Regions from separate parts of the Pan troglodytes genome. Here region 1 is linked to region 2. The links are chromatin contacts, called in public Hi-C maps. All regions are on one chromosome and are shown on one strand. Each heading gives the region's core, a stretch centred on a gene start, on an enhancer-like site or on the middle of the called end of the contact. The rest is flanking DNA. Distances are from core to core; before and after follow the strand shown.

Evidence for each region. Hi-C and Micro-C count contacts between places; a contact is called where the count stands out from the background.
Region 1: a Hi-C map of stem cell-derived neural progenitor cells shows a contact between it and region 2, with 4 times the contacts expected there. The contact joins the promoter of ATG16L1 here to the promoter of INPP5D in region 2. A contact is called at or near these places in 2 of 7 Hi-C or Micro-C datasets (induced pluripotent stem cells and stem cell-derived neural progenitor cells).

The regions. Positions count from the first base shown.
Region 1 is chr13:135,454,937-135,457,719 of NHGRI_mPanTro3-v2.0_pri, reverse strand. ATG16L1 (autophagy related 16 like 1) reads right to left here and starts at 1,266. Exons shown (of 17, transcript XM_001150056.6): 1 at 928-1,266. The coding sequence starts at 1,042.
Region 2 is chr13:135,263,072-135,265,995 of NHGRI_mPanTro3-v2.0_pri, reverse strand. It overlaps INPP5D (inositol polyphosphate-5-phosphatase D), which reads right to left and starts at 1,658. Exons shown (of 27, transcript XM_016950726.3): 1 at 879-1,658. The coding sequence starts at 1,012.

The DNA of each region.
Region 1 (2,783 bases), core at 17-2,516, 190 kb before region 2:
CAGGTTTACTTTCAGACGCAGATGGAACCACCTTAGGAGCATTATGATTTAGGTAAAGGTACAAACATTTTTGTACCCTTAAGCTGCAAGCAGTAAGGGGAAAGAAAACCACCTCTTTCATACTGAAGATTTCAGTAACAGTAAAGGTTCTGTTAATATTAAGATATTAACACCAAGGTGGGGCCGGGCTCGGTGGCTCACGCCTATAATCCCAGCACTTTGGGAGGCCGAGGTGGGAAGATCGCTTGAGCGCAGGAGTTGGAGACCAGCCTGGGAAACACAGTGAGACCTCGTTCCAAAAAAATTTTTTTAAAAAAATTAGCCGACCGTGGTGAAGCGCGTCTGTAATCCCAGCTACTCGGGAGGCTTAGGTGGGAGGATCACTTGATCCTGGGAGTTTGAGACTGCAGTGAGCCGTGATCTCCGCCACTGCACTCCAGGCTCGGCGACACAGCAAGACCCTGATCCCCTATCCCGTTTCCCCGCAAAAAAAAACCACCAACGTGGAGTAAGGGAAGTAAGTTTGAGGAATCAAAGGCCACCCGTTCCAGTGCATTGAGAAGGCAATGTTAATTCTGCGACTGAAAGTCAACGACCGTTTCATTAACATGACCCCATAGATGGGATGTTTCTGGGACCTATTTAAGTGCATAAGCATTGTTATGAGCTACTGGGATTTACAAATACAAACACGAACTGTGCCTCCCCACAAAGATCGTACAATTTAATAGGGAAAATCCTCCAAAGATAAAACGCAGGTTAGAAAAAACATTTAAAAGGCGTGGGGCGTCCCAAGCGCGGGTTACCCGAGGCGGCCGCCATGCGTGCGGGCGGCGCCAGGTACTCGGCCTCAGGTTCCCGCTGACGCCCCGCATGCCTCCGCGGGGCCCGCCCGCCCGGCTCCCAGCCCGCACCGGCGCCGCTCACACTGCAGGATGATCTCCTCGAACGCCTGTCTCTGCAGCCGGTCCCGGCGCCTCAGTTGCTCCGAGATGTGGCGCTTCCAGCGGGGGAAGTCAGCGGCGCGGAGGCCCGACGACATGTCACTTGCTGCCCCGGCACCTCAGCGCCACCAATGCGAGCGAGGGCTGACGGCCGCAGCCTGCAGCATGAGGCAACCAGCAGAAGCGGGAATGCCGGCAATCCCGGAGCTCACCTCCACACACTGGCCGTACCCGAGACCATCCGGGACGGTCTTCCGGCTCATGCCGGAAATGATTTTCGAGAGGGCCGGAAGACCCTCCCCCTCACCCGAAGCACGGGCTCAGGGGCCGGTGCCTACGCAGGGCGCTCGCTAGTGACGCCAGCCTGTAGCCGGAAGCGTCAGCTGCAGAGGAGCGGCCGCTTGGGGGCGTCCGGGCCCTGCGCAAGGCCCAGCGCCGGGCGGGAAGGAGGCAGGAAAGGGGCCGCTTCCGCCTGACTGCTTACTTTTCTTTTGCTGCTTTTCAACCCTTTTCGTGTTTTCTTTCTTGGCCTGTCTCCCCCTACTTTTTTTTAAATCGCAGTTTAGGAACAAATGGGGTTCCCTCCATAGTAGCTCTGTGGCTGTGGATGAGTGACAGCCTACCTAAGCCTCAGTTGTCTCATCTGTAAAATGGGGACAGTAATGATACCTACCTCAGAAGGTTGTCACGAATAGTAAAACGAAAAACCCATGTAATGCAGTCAGCACTGTGCTTGGTACAGGGGAAACCTAAGTTTACAAAGACACCTGGTGTCTTCCCAAGGCCTACCCTGACAGCAGGAGCATTGCCATCTTGGACAACTGCCACCATTTTAAGTTCCCCTTGATTAAGAAACTGCCTAAATCCAACCCAAAAACATCAGCCTAATGGCTAATGTCAGCATAACCAGAAACATTCCAACCCTAAGATAAACCCACTTCCAACCAGAAACATGCCAACCCGGAGATAGCCTCCCCTCCAGCCAGAGACTTTCCAACCCTGCAATAAACTTTCCCTCATACAGAAACATTACGAACCTGCAATAAGCTCACCGCTTCGTAAACCCTTAAACACCCTTAATGTGTAAGAGAAAACGCTCCTGACCAAAATCGACAAGAAGCCCCTCTCAGGTTTATTCTCCAAAATAAACCTGTCTTTGACTGTTAAGCTGCTTTTCGTGTTTCTTTCTTGTTTCTTAACTCTTACATACCTGAAGTCAGGGTGCGTTGGCAAGAGTGTCCCACTGAACTTGGAAACAGGTTTTGTGGTTTGTTTGGGGTTTTTGTTTTTGTTTGCAATGGAGAAGAGAACTGGAAACAGGAGCTAAGAAAGATGTGAATTGTGTATCAGAGTTTGTCTTCATCATTAGAATCCTAGAAATTGTGGCCTGACAATAAATGGAGCCTTAGAAGGTAATCTGAGGCTGTAGATGTTGAAAGGGGGAGATGAAGACACACTGGCTCCTGAGAAAGTTGTGTCTGTGAACAAGCTCAGTAGAATGGAAAACCCAGTTCTGTAATAGAGTTGCTGGAGCTCCATCTGCCTTTAACAATTAGTGAATTTACTGCATGAAAATGGAGCCAGACAAAGTAGTTGGCCAAAAGAGGAAAGGAATATCAGAAACTACCTTCTCTTCCAGTGTGTCTCAAGTCCAGAGGAAGGTCCTTCAGAGACAGATAAGAAGAACTTAGGCTGAGGAGAGGAGGACAGTCAGGCTTCTAGCACTGTAGTTAAAGATGGTTCACTGGTAGTCAGTATTGAGTGGACCTGAAGTCGTTGGAAGGATCCAATGGGATCAGAAATAGAAGTGACTTCCTCACACACTGAAGAAAATGAAAA
Region 2 (2,924 bases), core at 409-2,908:
ATTTCCCTGACTACACTCCGGCACTGCCTGAGGCCCCGGCAAAATGATTAGACCAAGAGCTGCAGGGCAAGGCCCCCCTATGATTAGACCAAGAGCTGCAGGGCAAGGGCCTCCTTCAGACACTGGACAGGAAGGGGGTTTTAGAAAGGAACCTTCAGCAAGTGGCTGGTTCCTCCATTGTTAGCACAGCTGGTACATTCAGTAACATCCCCAACCAGGCAGTGGGAGGAGTTGATGGTGACAGAGACCCAAATTGAGGGGGTGGGGGGTGGGCAGAGGTCACAGCCGAGTGCTCAGGAGAGAGAAGAGGCTGCTCGCTGGTGGTAATGGTGACTTCCTCTGCTCTCAGGCCCCTGAAAGCAGCTTCTGACTGAACGGAAAGTCCTTTCTTGATTAAACTCACCCCATATTCTTGGCTCGCCAAACAACAGCTTCCTCCAGGGGCCCGAAGCCTGGGTGCTCCAGGAAGGGTCCCCCTTGCCACCTTTGCTCTTCTCAGGGTTTCTGAGCTGGGCATCTTTGAGCTGATCTCTAACACACCCACCTCCACAGAGCCCTCAGCTTCCTCCTGGCTCAAAAAGCCCAAACTCCCTTCTCTCGGTCCCCAGACTCCAAGGAAGCCACAAGGTCCACACAGCTCATGGGAAGCTGGGGTGTAAGATCAGGCCTCAGAGTGGTTCTGACAGCTCCAAGGCTGCAAAACCTGCCACGAGACCAGCTCTCTGAACTCCAAGGACAAGGTCCATGACAGGGTGGCGGGGAAGTGTGCATGTCAGATCACTCTGTCCTGTGACATAAGAACAACCCATCCCAAAGCTAGGCCCCCTCTAAGCCCCTCTGTCATATCTGTGCCTGGGGAGGGAGCAGGTTGTACTCACAGCACGCAGAGCGCGTATGCCCGGGAGATGGACTCGCTGGCACGCACGAGGAAGCTCCCGTCCTTGCCCGTCCTGGAAAGCAGCTCCTCCGCCTTGGAGCGGGTGATGTTGCCGTGGTTCCAGCAGGGGACCATGGTGGGCGTGGGCTTCCTCGGCCGGGCCGGCGGGCACCCCCAGGACCCACACACCACCGAGGGGAGCGGAGGCCCCTCCACTGCAACCTGCCGCCTGTTGCCTCTTGGTGGCCTCGGCTGCTGCCACCAGCTTAACTGACTGACTTCCTGTTTCAGGCGCTCAGCGAGGGAAAGGAAACTGAGCTGCGGAGAACTTCCTCATTACAGAAACCAAGCAAGAGAGAGAGAGAGAGAGAGAGAGGGGGGCCCTGGCCGTCAACCATCCCCTACACCCTGCCACGGCTGCCGCGGCTCTCTCACCGGCCCTCTCCTTCCTGGCAACCAGTCGCAGCCTACAATTGAAGTGTCCAGTGGCAGCTGAAGTCCCCCTGGGTGGAATGACCGGCTCTGGAGACGTCAGGAGAGTTGTGGCCACTTCTGAAGAAGCATGGCCTAGCAGGCATGGGTGGGCCAGAGGAGTGGTTCTTCTGCGGCCGTGCTGACACCCACGTGGGATGCCATGCCCTAGACAGGCCCCCGAGCCTTCTGCTCTCCCCCAGGGCTTTTCAACACCCACCCTGAACCTCCAAAACACCCAAGGGGGCACAGCTTCTCAACTGGGACTACGGCCTGCCCAGGACAGAGCAAACTTGAGGGGGAGGGGACAGTCGAGCCCCACCCCTCCCCTTTAGAGACTCCCAGCGGCCTGGGTGCTGGGAGACCTTGGCCGCCACCAGCCGAGGGCGCCAAGGTCCAAGTGATGGCTCTGTGACCCCATTATCCTCATTCCCAGGGGCGGGTGGGTGCTGCACGGGCAGCACAGCTCTGATCCCTGCAGTCCAGCTTGGAGACACACAAAGGGAGCTTGGAGGGGATGTGGACCGTTTACAGCGGGAATATAGGCTGGGTTTTTCCCTGGGCTTCTCCAGGATGCTGGGGAAACAAGCTTGGAGAGGAGAACCCCAAAGCCCCATAGGGCAGGCTGGCCGCCTGGCCAAGGACAACACTGGGTGCTGAGTCCTGCATCTCAGCAGTCGGGGTGGCCGGTCGGACTGCACCGCCTCCAAGACTGGGCATGGCCACATTTGCCCACCACTCAAAGAGGAGCTGCCTCTCCAGGGACCGCCATCCAGGACCAGTCATTTCTGAGGGCTCTGCGGTGGACACCCATCCCTCAGCCCCCAGACCTGGGCACCCTCCGTCCTTGGGTCAGGCCCACCAAGGCCGAAGGGGCACGTGTTGACCCGCTGCACAAAGAGTGCCCCCACCGTCCCACATCCAGGCCTTGGCCTCCAGGACATGACAACAGACTCCCTCCAGGAAGGGGCACCAGCCAGGCAGCGCCACCACATTCAAGCTGTGGGAACCTGGTCAAGTTTCTTCTCTCTCTTGGCCTTGGTTTCTTCTTGTCTAACTTGAAGGACGTAGCTCGTAAAAGAGCTCACATGTGCCCAGGGGCTCAACATGTGTCACACTGATGGTTGTCCCAGAACAGGGACCCCAGCACCTCCCCGCTGAGCAGCACACACGGCAGGCGAGTCTGTAGGGCAGACAAAGCACTCCCAGTCAAGGACCTCTGGCCAGGCTGGGAGCCAGGCGTGGGGATAGAGTGGTGATGGGAACTGGCCTCCACGCTCCGGCCCTTCCGGAGCTCGCCACCTCTGCAGCAGCCCAGTGTGGAGGCCTCTCATTCCCCACCCACGCCTCCACTCAGCACCTGTCCACCCCCTCCTTATGGGGTCATCTCCTATGCTCCCATTGTGCACCTTCGCACCCTTCTCACTTCCCTGCTGGCCTCCACCAACATCCATGAAGTCTCGGACCACGCCACCAGGAGGATCCATTTGCAATACTGGTCCCTTTACACCTCCACCCACTCATCTCTAGAGACCCCTACCATGCCAAGACTGCCCTACTTAGAGAGCTTCCCCCA